Linked DNA regions of Anser cygnoides: region 2 is linked to region 1. The links are chromatin contacts, called in public Hi-C maps. All regions are on one chromosome and are shown on one strand. The core of a region is the stretch at or near the end of the contact, and the rest is flanking DNA. Distances in the headings are between cores, read along the strand shown. Region 1 overlaps FRMD4A (FERM domain containing 4A). Region 2 overlaps DMTF1 (cyclin D binding myb like transcription factor 1).

Region 1 (6,914 bases), core at 2,308-4,807:
TGGCTGCGAGAGGAGGAAGATGTGGGTGAGTGCTTAAGGCTAAGAGTCAGTGGGAGATGACGGTGCAGTTCACCCTGCGATTCTCATGACCCTCTGACCATCTTTCTTTTCTTCTCCTCAGAAGGAAACATTGCCAGTGAGGACAGCTCCCTCTCGGATGCCCTTGTTCTCGAGGACGGTATGTTGGCTGCTCTGTGTTCTAAAGGGCAGGAAGGAAATGGGGAGGGATGTGTGAATTCCTGATGGATACTCCAAATGGAGGAGCTGTTCTGTGTAATGATCCACCCAAACTTCCCAGTCCCAAAACCGCTCTAGCCTGAGAGCAAGGCATCATGCTGCCCCGTAAAGTACTGCTGGAACTGAACGTGCCACACAGCCATCACCCCTTCCCCTTCTTCTCTCCACAGAGGATTCTCAGGTCACCAGCACAATCTCCCCTCTCCAGTCCCCGCACAAAGGACTCCCGCCCCGGCCACCCTTGCACAACAGGCCGCCTCCTCCGCAGTCGCTGGAAGGCCTCCGCCAGATGCATTACCACCGCAACGACTACGACAAGTCCCCCATCAAGCCCAAGATGTGGAGCGAGTCATCTTTGGACGAACCCTACGAGAAGGTCAAGAAACGCTCCTCCCACGGTCATTCCAGGTGAGCCAGTTGCCTCCTGTCCCCGTCACACAGACATCTCCTTTTGGAGATGTCCTCACAAAACCATCCCTCACCAAAAGGAGACTTTTGGGCTTTTTTGGCTAACACGTCATAAAAAGTAGGCTGCAGTCACATGAGTGCTGCCTGCTATCTTGCTGTTTTAAAGAAGTAATTAGGAAGGAAGGACAGTGGATTGTCTCAGGGCTGTGGGACGTGACTCAGGGCAGCACCTGACCCCACTCCCACTCACCCCAGGAGATCGCAGGCACGTGCCTGAGACCCCAAATGAGGCAGGGAGCCCTTTCCCCGAATCACAGCCCAGGAACTGAAGCCGGGTGCTTGCTTTGCAGCAGTCACAAGCGGTTCCCCAGCACCGGGAGCTGTGCTGAGGCAGGAGGGAGCAGCTCCCTGCAGAACAGCCCCATCCGGAGCCTTCCCCACTGGAACTCCCAGTCCAGCATGCCCTCGACGCCGGACCTACGGGTACGCAGTCCGCACTACGTCCACTCCACGCGGTAAGTCCTCCCGGCACCACAATGCTCTCACCTTGCTTGCCCTGAAATAACCATTCTTTGCTTTATCCTGCCCCCAGGGTATCCATTAATTCCCAGTTCAGGAAAGGACACAAACCAGTCCTTTTCACACCAGAGGCTCAAGTACTGTTACCAGCAGGAAATCTCTCCTGAGCTGAGATCCTGAAATCCCTTCAGATACACATGATCCTGCCCCTCATCTCCCCCTCAGAGTAATGAAGCTTTTCTTCTGCTGGGACGTTTCATCCCAGTTGCTGCCCTACAAACCCCATATGGCTCAACTTCTAGAAGGGATGCGATGCTACTGCTAACCGCAGTAAATTCCTTCATGGATCCAGCTGGAGATAACACATTGCTTCCTTTCCCATACAAAACGTTGGGTAGCGTTAATTCTCTCTCACGGTGGCATGTAAAATGTTTGCACGTGTGTATGATCTCACGGGGGAAAGAGGCTGTACAAAGCAATCCCAAGGTCTGTACACTCGAGGATCCAGGTGGTAGTGGCGTAAGCCAAGGGCTGACAGAGGGAAGACTTAAAATCTCAGCATAAGGGAGGTGATTTGATATGCATGGCCCAGTTTGACTGATTTTTAGCAGAAACTGTTCAGCTTCATTGTTGTCTTGCTCCCGTGGCAAATCCCACAAACAGAGAAGCAGAGCCGAGCCAAAGCTGCGTGCTGTTAGCTGTCCTGCCCTGAGGGGTGCTGCTAACATCGCTTAGCCCGGCATAAATCAGGAGCAATGCCAGCACGTCAGACCGGGCAGAAACGACACAAGGCATCGAGGCCCTGGGTTGCGTTCGTTACAAGGTTTTGGCTGAAAGTGCCTGTCAAGAGCACAATGTTTGTTAACGCCGGAGCTGAGCTGCATGAGAAACGAGCCTGGCACAGCGCTTGAGAAGTGACCTTGACCGGGTGGGGGCTGTCTGGGTGCTCGGAACAACCCTCGCTCAGTCTGGGGCTCTTTCACGAGCTGTGTGCCCCAGCCTTGGCCGTCTGTCGTTTGGGGGGGGGGGTGACTTGTCCGAGGGCGGTGTTCCTGCTCCTCAAGCGGGTGGCTGCAGCTCTCCGAGCAGCCGGGATGAATAGAGACCACCCGGACTTGGCCGCGGATCAAGCCCTGTAAATCTGCGATTCGGGGCGGATGCTTGAAGGGCTGTCAGCCGCTGACAGTCTTATGTATGTTACCCATGGCTGGGCCCCAGCAAAACCCAGCTGTTTCACAAAGGTGACGTTTCCAAAGGCCACAATTGCTGCGTTTTGGGCTAAGTACGGCCAGTCTGTCTGTCTGTCACTAATGGGAGAAGCACCCGGTGGATTCACACACCAGGATGGCGCTGATTCAAACGGCTCTGCTGGTTCACACCAGCAAAGCCAGGGGCTTGAGGTCACCAGGGCCTCAGACGGGGTCTTCCCCAGCACGGGAAGCCACCGAGGAATTGGGTTTGGGAAGGGTTTGTGTCCCACATGGTGCTGCAGAGGGAATGCCACCACCAGGGAGACAGGGCAGGAGCAGGAGCTGGACCTAACTGCCCCAACCCCACAGCAGGGAAGCATTTGTTCTGCAGCCAGCGGCCCCTGAAAAGGTCCAAGTTTTCAGTGCTGCCTTGCTAGTGAGGCCAGATTTGTGTGTAGAAGGGGAGAGGGAGCGTTTTGTCCTCGTGATTTACCATCCTGAACGTTCTCCTGGTCCCTGCAGGTCAGTAGACATCAGCCCGACCAGACTGCACAGCCTAGCTCAGCACTTTAGACACCGGAGCTCCAGTTTGGAGTCACAAGGCAAGCTCCTCGGCTCGGAAAACGAGACAGGGAGCCCCGATTTCTACACCCCAAGGACTCGTAGCAGTAACGGCTCCGACCCCATGGACGACTGCTCGTCCTGCACCAGCCACTCCAGCTCCGAGCACTACTACCCTGCTCAGATGAACCCCAACTACTCCACCCTGGCAGAGGACTCCCCGTCGAAGGCCAGAGAGCGCCAGAGGCAAAGGCACAAATCGGCGGGCAACCTGGTCTCTTCCAATTCGGGGAGCATGCCCAACCTGGCCGCGAGGAATGGCACGGGGCACCACCGGGTCTACCTGCACAGCCAGAGCCAACCCTCTTCCCAGTACAGGATCAAGGAGTACCCCCTGTACATCGAGGGCAGCTCCACCCCCGTGGTGGTGCGCAGCCTGGAGAACGACCAGGAGGGACACTACAGCGTGAAAGCACAATTCAAAACCTCCAACTCCTACACGGCGGGGGGGATGTTCAAGGAGAACTGGCACGGGGACGAAGCGGACTCCGTGCGGCTCACCCCGTCCCGCTCCCAAATCATAAGGACTCCGTCTCTGGGCAGGGAGGGCCACGAGAAGGGCTCGGGTAGGACTGCCGTGTCGGACGAGCTGCGGCTCTGGTACCAGCGCTCCACGGCCTCCCACAAGGAGCACAGCCGCCTCTCGCACACGAGCTCCACGTCCTCGGACAGCAGCTCCCAGTACAGCACGTCTTCGCAAAGCACCTTTGTGGCGCACAGCAGGGTCACGAGAATGCCTCAGATGTGTAAAGCAACGTCAGGTGAGAGCCCCTCGTGGGCAAGGCCGGCGGGTGGCGTGAGAAACAAGGCGTGGGGAAGGGTAAAAGTTAGGTGGGGAGCATCCCAGGCCCTCTGCCCGCCACAAAAACGTTTGCCTGATGGCATCGCTGTGCTCTGCTGCTGTTTTGCTTTCCCGTGAGACTCCAGTAGCTGTGCCGATAGCGTCCTGAAATTCAGAGCGCTCAGTTTGTGCGGTAATTTACCCCTCTGTCACACACAGAGCTCTGCACCTCTCTGCGCTGTTAATATTAAACAGCGGGACAGTCCGAGTCGGGGACTTGCAGACACCACTGGGTGTTATGAAACAGGCCAAGGTTAAATATTTGCCGGCCATCGGTCACTGGCGCACAATCCCGTTTGGGTAGACCAAGGACGTGCCAAAAACTTGAACCCAGCCCGGTGGGGATGGGAGAGCTGGTTGATCGGAGTCTGTGCCGTGCCTGTCCCTTCCTTGCCCCGTGCCTGACACCGCTGCCCAAGCCTCAGCTGCCCCTTGGAGCAGACCAGGGCATCGGTCCCGTGTGCTGGCACTTGGCCTCCTGACTCCTGAGCTTTGCACCTGCTTCGTGGTGACCACCGCACCGCCCCGATAGGTTTTTGTGCTTGCCCCAGACTCCAGAATGCCGGAGAAGGTTTAATGCCACGCTCCTCACGCCACCAGCAGCTGCTGGAACCACCACCCTGTGTCTCAGCGTGAAAAGCTGTCTCCCTTCCCTTTGATTAATTGGCACTTCTGTTCCAGCCAGCAGCAGAAAAGACGTGCACGCCGCAGAGCTTTGCTTGGCTTAGCTGTGGGAGCCGTACCGGTTCGGTCAGGGAATCCAGAAAGGATCGTGGGAGGGTCCGGGGGGACAAGACAAATAAAATTCCCCCACCCAGCTGGGTCTTCAAACCTAAACGTGGTGCCTGGGCAGCACGGGGGCAGGTGAGCTCAGGAACCGCGGCTTGCTGTGACCGGTCGCCAGTACAGGCAGGTTGTGCATCCCAAATCGGTTCCCTGCTAAAACTAGGGGAGGATGCTGCCCTCGGGGGCTGCCGGCTGCGGGGAGCAGAGGAAAATTTGTTTAAAAGCGCCCTTTGGCAGCAGCTAAGAAAATGAACAGCACAGGAGGGGGGTGCCAGGCAGAAACATCCATCGTTCGGCTGGTCAGCTCCAGGGGGGTGAGGTCTGCTGGACTTCGCGCTGTCCTTTCAAAGAGGATTATGCTTCCAGATTTGGAGGGCGAGCACTGCATGGACTTGAGAAGATTGGCCAGGTGGATTTCCTTGCTAGACCCTCGCTGAGCAAACTCCCTGAGAACAACTGTTAGCTTTTTAGTCCAGCCTGCTTCTAGCTTACTAAAGTCAGCTCAGCCTTCCTCTGGTCCCCTAGTGGCAGGGGCGGCAAAGCCACGTATTACTTTATCACGAAGGCCCTGTGGGACGCAATTTTAGGTTTGGGACTCTTCATAGCTGCCTTCCTCCTTCGCACATCCAGCCAGGTACTCGTCCAGGCTCCCACCGGCAGGGCAGGGCTCGGGAGGGTGCAGCTTGCAGTCAGGCCCTGTGAAGCAGCATGCCTGCCGCGCTGCAGGTGGATCCGGCCCGTGACACACACACACCGCAGCAGCTCCGGGCGGGCTGCTCCCCTGCCGCACTTCGCTGGCTGGGTTCTGACTCCCGGGCCGCGTTTACTCCCAGCTGGACGTGTTCCCGCTGCTCTGAAGCGCTCTGACCCTCGCACCCTCACCTCACCGCTTCTTTTTTCTCCACCCTGTGGTTGTTTTCCAGCTGCCTTACCTCACAGCCAGAGGAGTTCGACACCATCGAGCGAGCTAGCAGCCACGCCACCGGGCAGTCCCCACCACATCCTTGCGTGGCAGACTGGGTGAGTGTCCGGGGGGCTGGCTTTGGGGACTCACCTCCTTCACTGCAGGAAGCCCCAAATCCTGTGAGCCTCAGGAAAAAACCTCCCCAAACGCAAGCAAAGGGAGAGCACGGACACACTTTTTCCTACGCCCGGTGGTCCACCCATGCTCTCCTTCCGACCAAGACCTTTGCTCTAAAGGCACGGCGAGGCGCCTGCCCTGTTTGCGCATGCAGCAACCACGTTTTTCTGCTAGGTTCTCCCCAGCAGCGTGACTTAATGACGATTAAGTTCATCTTTTTTTTTTCTGCCACCACTAACGTAATGCGCGGCACCAAAGCATGAGTGAGTCACTGCATGCGGGTAGCCATTCCTCACGTAAATTTGGGAACTGGGTTCTTTGGCTCCTCCGTGCGAGGCGAGGAGTTCGAGGAGCAAACAACAAGCCTTTTGCGAGCTCCCGTGGGTATTCTCTAGCAATCTCCTGCGATTCTGTCCTGTCACATGAAATACAGATCATTTCCAGATCCTGTCTAACTCAGCATGTCCCCGATTTTTTGCAACTCAGTTGAGTTTGGTGAGATCCAAGAGAAAGTTTCAGGCTAAAATCCTCAAAATACTACAGGCCCTGGCACAGGAAAACAGGTAGGATCCCCTGAGTTGTGGCTGGGGACCAACAGAGTTAACTCCGCAAACATTTCACTGCGCAGCCACTGAAGAAAACCTCACCTGTTTAATTTCTTTGGCCACCTGCGGCCAAGTTTGCCCTCTGGTCTTATTCCAGCACTGCCCGTGACTGCACTTTTAAAATGGAGATGAGGAGAGCTGTAACCACAAACCCTTCAGGCCTTCTTTGAATTTTAAATTCACACAGCCGACATCCAGCCTCACGTGGTCTCTGCGTTTGCTCCCAGCTTCAGAAGCAGAGAATTTTCTAGGTCCCATTTCACAAAAAGTCAAGGGAGCACAAGATCAGCAAAATGGCAGCTACCTTGACTGTACACCGAAATTTCCCCTGCTAAGGGTTTGAATCTAGACTCAGTCTCTGTCTCCATCCCAATCCTAATTCTTCTGAATATCTCCATGGCAAATGATCAGGAGTGAAACTGGCTAGCAGCCAGCTGAGAAATCTGTTTCGAAAATCCCAACTTTTCTCATTTTCCCCTTCAGGAGAACTCCTGCTCCCCATCTCTCCCAGCAGAACACCATCGAGCCAGTCTTAGCTGGTGAACGTGAAGTTACCAGGATTTATAGCTTAGGCTCTGCACCAACAACCGGTGCAGAAAGAATTGGAGACAAATTAGTGCTTGTTT
Region 2 (6,914 bases), core at 2,142-4,641, 640 kb before region 1:
AATCCTCACCTGAACAGTCGCCTCTGTTTCATACTATGTATGTACTTCATTTGTGAATTACAGAACGGTTACCGCAAGGTCAACAGATGATCTGGGTTGACACACTATACACATAGACCTCAAAGTTGTACTTAGTGCTTTTAATTCCTTTGCTTCTGTTTGCTGAAAGATAGGAAGATACTTGGAGGAAAAAAGTCTCTTAAGTTGTTTTTTGTTTGTTTGTTTCTCCTTTTTTTTTGCACATACTGCTTACAGCCAGAACACTTGTTAAATACAGGTGACAATGTCACAGTACAGTGCCACACACCAAGTGTCATAATCCGCACTGTTGCTGCTGAAGACATCTCCTCCTCTGTCACTCAGGCAGAACTTACTGTTGATTCAGACATTCAGCCAGCTGACCTGACAGATCCTCCTGACACCCTAGAAACAAACAGCTTCCCAGACGACATCCATCAGCCCAAGCTCAGCGATGAAGAGCAGTCAGCCTACAGTGAAGGCGATGCCTCAAAATTCAGCAGCAGGGATCGGAGTGAGCTGATGGATGGAGTTATGGTAAGAACTGAAGAGGAGATTTCAGGTGCCAGCCTGAAACCAGAAGAGGATTCTCACTCTGATTTACCCAGCACCTATGTCACTGAGGTAAGGGACTGCATGATACCTGACCCTTTTCCCTCTCTCTGTATGGAGAATGATTTCATTGCATCTTTGACCTTTATGTTAAGCTGTTCATATGAATGTCAGTGATTTAATGCATATTGTAGTTCCAAGAGCATTTTTTTCAGATCCTCTGCCTTTGAGCTTTGCTAATATGTTATGGATGTGAAACAGGTAGGATTTAATTTGGAACTCAAGCTCAGATTTGATTTCGTCTTGGGCACCAAATCCCTCCCTAGCTGTGGAGCTGCTTCTCTACTCAGGGTACTTTTGAGTGATGGCTGTGGAAAGTGGTGGTATTGGTAGCACAGAGCAGCTGTCTTTTGATGCTGTTACCTTCAACCAGGCTGTTAATTGTGTGATGCAAGTACTGTACAGGTAGATAGTCTGCTGAGCAGTGGAGGTGAGATAGAATATGCAACTGTTGCTCTGCGAATCTAATAATGTATTTCTAGGTTCACCACAGTTTCCACTTTGAGGGCTTCTATTAAACAGTGTACTCCCAGTTAAGTGTCTGTTAAATGGGACTGGAAGCATTTAAGTCATCTATCTTCCTGGCCTCAATTTTATTCAGCTTCAGCACCTCAGATGCAGAAACAAACTTATCCAAATGATTTTGTGCATTTGGAGTGTTTATACTAAATTCCTCCATCTTTCATTTGCTGAAACCATCATAATGAATAAGGCAAAGAAAACAGAGATAATAAAATGAACATAACTCTACTTAGTGGGTAGAAAATGCCTTTCTTTAGAAGTGTGATTAGGTTAGACTGGGGAAAGAGATGAATTAGATTTGAATACTACCTCCTGTTCTCCAAAAACAGTGTGCTTTACTGTTGCTGTAATTCTGCTTTATATCCATGTTGAAAAATCCGTTGTTAATATGTCTGGACTTTGTTAGACTTTGTCTTTGCAAAAGTAAACAGACACTGTGTATCCATTATACTCTTACTAAGAGGAGGATCACTGTATGCCTCCACAGTCTGCTACTACACAAGTGTTTGGCTCCTGAATACATCCAAAGCTGGGGATTTTCTTTTTTATCTCATAGTTGAAATGGTTGTGATAAAAATTCTCAGCAGTTGAGGCAGCCCATCAGCTTTCTGCTCTCAGTTTAAAAATGCAGCTTCTCAAGTTGGAATTGGTAAATTTCTGCAAAAAGCATAGTTCCTAGTTGAATTTCGTAGGAATCATTTATGGCTAGCAGGGTGTCAAGAAGTACTAATCTTCATATACAGAAGAGTAAACTGAGTTTGTAATTCTAATTCACATTCAAGTTTGATGTGTGTGCTTAAATTCCAGGAAACAGAGACTGTTAGTGAGTTTCTAAATGAAAAGTTACTCTAGAAAGACGTGCCTAAACATTGCTTTCTCTAAGCCAGTGTTATTTTTATGCACTTGCAAGTATTATATTGTCAGTGTGGGTATGGGTGGTGGGAAGTAAGCAGCTGTGCTGCAGGGTTTTGTTATTTCTGACTGGGAGGGGTGCCCATTTGTCACAATGGCGTGTTCAGTTTTTTCACACCTCCTTTTCTCAGTTCTAAGCCATGCTGCTTATTGTGGGCAGGTTCAGCTGTGTTCTCTGCACAAAGCTGCTGTTGCAGGTCAGGCATACTGTGCCTTGCATGAACGGGTACACGTTTGGAGTGAGTTTAAATCGCTAAGCTGCAGCACAGGTAGTCAGCTCCTCTTCAGCTGCACCAGGGAAAGGGTTTTCTGCAAGCTGCCTTTGCAAAAACATTGTGGAAACTATGTAGGGAAACAAGTTTTCCTAAAACTAACTGAAACTTCAAGATTTTCTTGAACGGAGTGGGGGTGTTACCTCTCTCAAACATTTCTTGCCCACTCTGAAAAGAGGGATAAATCCCTGTACCTTCACACCGATAGCTACATTTGCTATCATTCTGCATCAGTAATTCCTGAAGCTTGAACGAACCTTACACATGTTAAACACAAGATCCAAATATCTGTGGTTATTCTGGCAGTGTTAACCAGGATGTCTTTTCACTGCGTGTGCAGAACCAGGAGCCCACCTGAGTGTGCTGTGGCACTGAGTAAGCCAGGTTTATTACTTCCTTTTCAGTGCTAGCACTACAAGAGCCAGGGAATAGGCAGCAGCTGTGGGATTTAGAAGAGGGCAGGGATATTGACAACTTGTGCCTGGAAGGAATCGGTATGTTGCTAATTTTTTGATGTAATGAGGTTTGTCCAAGAAAATTTGGAGCCACCCTACTGCCAGCAAGTTACAGGACGAGGCACAGCAATTAAAATTGGTCTTCTGAGCTGTAAAAACGTGTCACAGAAGCAGGAGTTGTGAAACTAAGTTATTAAGTTCAGGTAAAATTATCACATTTGTGGAGCTGGGAAACTGTAAAGGTATTGCTTCAGTCTCAGAACATCTAGGCAGCAGGTAGTGGAAAAGATTATTCCTGTTTATAGACAGAATATTTGACTTACAGAGGAACATTTTATCACCACCATGCAATCTCTCATTTCCTCTCCCCATGTCCTGTACTGTTCACAGGGTGGAATTCCTCTTACCTCATTTTAGGTGCCCACTCTAGGATGAAATGTATCTTATGTGAAGTAATTAGCTCAGATGTTGACATTTCAATCTAATGAGATAAAATTCATCCAGGCAGTCTACTTATTATGAAGTATTGCTGGCCAAAGCAGGTTTTTCTGTTCTTGCTACCAAAAATGCACTCTCATGTCCTGTCCTTCCGTGTCGTGCAGGACCTGGGTTCTCCAACGATAGAAGAACAAGTTGACCAGCCTACGATAGATGATGAAACTGTGCTAATTGTTCCTTCCTCCCATGGTTTTATCCAGACATCAGATGATATAGACAGTGAATCGGTGTTGCCCCTAACAACTCTAACAGGTATGTATATTTGATGCTGGAGCTAGCGTTTGCCAAATCAGTATAGCACTTTTGAGTTCTTTTAAACAATGATCCTTGCTTTCTCTTGAATTATTTTCCAAATTATTGCTGTGAATCTTTAACCACGTTGATTACCCCACTTACTTCAGTAGAAGTTGAAGAAAATCTCAACCTCGTGGGAAAAGCCGAACAGCAGCTGCTTCATGACTTAACTGAGCTGTTCCCATTGCCCTTGAGCCTTGAATTAGTACACACAGGCTAATGAGTAACTCTGTTTAGTGCGTGTTTCTTCATACCTGTGCTGGAATGAAATTGGTTTCTCATTTGGGAGAAAAACAGAGGCATCAGAAACGCAGTTAACCACTCGATAAGCTCTCATGGTGAGGGGCTGGGCGCTTTGGGGTGTTTGCACAGCACTCACCTGGAGGGGCTTGCTAGCTTTGCCACGCTTCCCCATGCCAAGAGTCATCTTAGGCTTGGAAGCAGCATAGATGCGTTCTCCCAGTGCTGCATCTAACAAATCCTCCTTTCTGGAGGAAGGATATACTTGCAGAGCCATCTGAGGATCAGCCTTGGGCCTGATACAGTAATACCTGGGGAATCCAAACATGAGTCACACTGGTTGCATCCAGGTTAGTCGTGGCTCCCCTTGAAAACTGAACTTGAAAACTGACTAGTTTAATGGAGTAACATTCCTTAAAATTGTTTCAAAGCTCAGACTGCATTTTGTCTCGTGTGTTTTATATATCATGTTATAATGGACCAGTAAATAATGAGTTCTAATGTACGGCATCTCCTGACAGATCCTATCCTACAGCATCACGGAGATGGGTCACACATCATTGGCTCATCACTGGGCAGTCCTGACTCGGAAGATTCAAAGGATGTTGAAGATTTAGTGAGCTGTCACTGAGAGAAGCAGCAGTCGCGTCCATTTTGTATCGACCACGTTCGCGTTGTGAAATCAGTTGCAACCCTGTGCCACGTTTCCAAAGAAAGCAGTCAGTCCATGTCTTTAAACAGAACCTTACAGTTTGAGATGACTACAGTGCACTTTTCCTGCTCAGGCTATTTTACCTCATTTGTGAAGGGTTACAGAGCAGCCAACCGAAGCCTGATGTGCGACGTTTCAGCCAGGGTGTTTCAGTGTTTGAAAGAAGCCCTGTTGGATTGCTCATTGCTAGGATCCACGTGGTCAGTTCTGAGTTGACTTTTTACTAGTGTGCTCAACTGCACACCCTGAAAACTGGACAGAAGTCAAGGATTGTGGACCGTAGCCTCTTAGTGCTGCAGCAAGAACTAGTTTGCACACGTTTCATGAAGAATGGGTGAGAATTTCTGCACTTAACTGACTTTTGTAATACATGGAGCAAGACTGTTACATTTCAGGAAGAAATGTATTCCATCAAAGACTTCAGGGAGCGTGGGCAGCAGCATAAAGCGATGGTCTGCGTTCCCATCTCATCTGCTTTATCAGTACATCTACGGCACAGGACTCGAGACAGATGCTTACTGGGTTGGCCTGGTCTGCTTGTTCCTGAGCAGTCCGTTGCTGGCAACGGATAGAGCTCAGAAAGATCACTTTTGGAAAATCTGATTTATTTTTTTTTCCCCTTCATCACTACAGTAAGCTGAATAAAAAGGGAAGGCCTGTAGGGAAAGGGAAGCTGCTGGAACCCACCAGCTTGTCCCTAAACTCTTTTTTGAAGGTGGTTGTGAGCAGGCTGGAACGTTTGTCTCTCGCTGTTTACATGACACTACCAGCCACCTCTCTGGAGGTGATTTATGCAGCAAGTTACAGGATGGGGGGTGGTGAGGAGGAGGCAAAGTCTTGGAGAAAGCTCTGTGAGAATTTGGGCACAGGGCCTGGAGGCAGAGGAAGCCGATTACTTCCTACATTCAAGGACTGAAACAGACACTAGGCTGAGCAGCAGCCTGTTAGCTAGGGATTGAAAGAAAAAGCTATAGAAATTAAAGACTCGTGTATAAATTATTTTATTTATTTCTGTAATTAGCTCTTCATAATCAAGAGTTGGTCTTTTTCAGTCTGTGGTTTTGTTAATGTGAAAAACAAGTTGTAGTTTCAAATGGTTGCCTAGGGAACAGAAATAATTGTATATTCAGTTTAAACAAAATAAAGAGTATTTGTCTTATGTAACTGTAAGATGCCATTTATTTATACTGCTACAGATCCTTGCAATGCTGCAGTTTATTTGTACAGTAATAAAAAATGCAGGTTTTTTTTCCAAAATGAAAAAGCTTGTGCCATTCTGAAACGTCAGTACAACTGGAATGTTCATTAAGTGCAACAGTAGCTCTTCAGAAAAAAGCAGAATGTCACATCTTATGGCAATAATTCTCCCCGACAAGAGGGGACATTACATATACATTTACATGAAAATCATGTACTGATTGATCCTTGCACAACCCATTTCTTTCCTCTCAGGCTGATCGTCTTCACTTCAACGGCTCAGGTAGAGCTGAGAGCTGAGCTGAAAGCAGTCCGGTCCAGTAGTGTCGGTGCTGGGCATTCCCACTGTCCATCATTTACCCACTTCATGGAAGTACAGGTTGGCACATACACATAGCATGGCGATAGAAAATAATATATAGTAAATCAGGTTCCTGAATTTAGGTTCCAGGTCTCCTTGTCGATACCAGTAGATCTAGAAGAAAGAATGAGTTTGTATTACTTAAAAATGCCAGATATTTCTTCTTAGGAAACTTTCTATAGTAACTGAACTGGCAATTTCTAAAGTTGGATTTATTATTTTTTTGAACAACCTAGCTCTGGCTAGAGAAGACTAAGAACAGAGTCCAGCAAATTTTCTTAACAGTTAAGAAATATCATCTATGTCTGAACATACTTGTGGAATACACCAACAAGAATTTGGCAAGGTGGCTTCCCCCAAAACATGGCTGTCAGTGAAATCAGGGTGCCGGGTTGGCTAAGACACAGGTAGTCAGCTTTCCTGAAGTGTGTTTTTTTGATGCTCAAACCTGGCTACAGCCAGCTCTTTGAGGACAAATGGGACAAAAGCAGCATTTCACCCTACGCCATCTGTCTTGCAGAGACAACCAGCCACGGAGCCATAGCCAGGCACTGACCAGGCGTCGCAGAGCAGCTTCCCAGCTTACCCAGCAGCGAGGGACAGGGCCTCACTGCGGGAACCTCCCCAGATTACGGCTGCAGAAGGAGCTCCGAGTAGGAGAAGCTACAGCAGAGGGAGGAGGCACTCGATACTGTTACCTGCCTCTTCCTTTTTCCTGTGCTCGGGACCAACCCTCAGGATGCTGCAGCTGTTCAGAAGCCGCCCTCTGCTCTTGTACTGTTCGATTGCTTTCTCTCTCAGCCTCAAGCTGTCACCCAGAT

Evidence for each region. Hi-C and Micro-C count contacts between places; a contact is called where the count stands out from the background.
Region 2: a contact with region 1 is called in a Hi-C map of liver, with 1.9 times the contacts expected there. The contact joins two enhancer-like sites. A contact is called at or near these places in 2 of 7 Hi-C or Micro-C datasets (both in liver).

What each region holds. Positions count from the first base shown.
Region 1 is chr1:7,347,769-7,354,682 of Taihu_goose_T2T_genome, reverse strand. It overlaps FRMD4A (FERM domain containing 4A), which reads left to right. Exons shown (of 23, transcript XM_048062551.2): 18 at 122-178; 19 at 408-645; 20 at 996-1,160; 21 at 2,877-3,736; 22 at 5,526-5,622. Among named protein-coding and RNA genes, the nearest start is that of PRPF18, 29 kb to the right of the region's middle. Within about 2 kb of position 3,557, at least 2 of the 3 cell types and tissues checked have open chromatin away from gene starts, as enhancers often do. A contact at or near this core is called in liver, where this site is marked.
Region 2 is chr1:7,985,063-7,991,976 of Taihu_goose_T2T_genome, reverse strand. DMTF1 (cyclin D binding myb like transcription factor 1) reads left to right here. Exons shown (of 18, transcript XM_048062559.2): 16 at 256-642; 17 at 3,394-3,541; 18 at 4,345-5,694. The coding sequence ends at 4,454. It overlaps TMEM243 (transmembrane protein 243), which reads right to left. Exons shown (of 4, transcript XM_066980698.1): 4 at 5,521-6,207. The coding sequence ends at 6,085. Among named protein-coding and RNA genes, the nearest start is that of TMEM243, 10 kb to the right of the region's middle. Within about 2 kb of position 3,391, at least 2 of the 3 cell types and tissues checked have open chromatin away from gene starts, as enhancers often do. A contact at or near this core is called in liver, where this site is marked.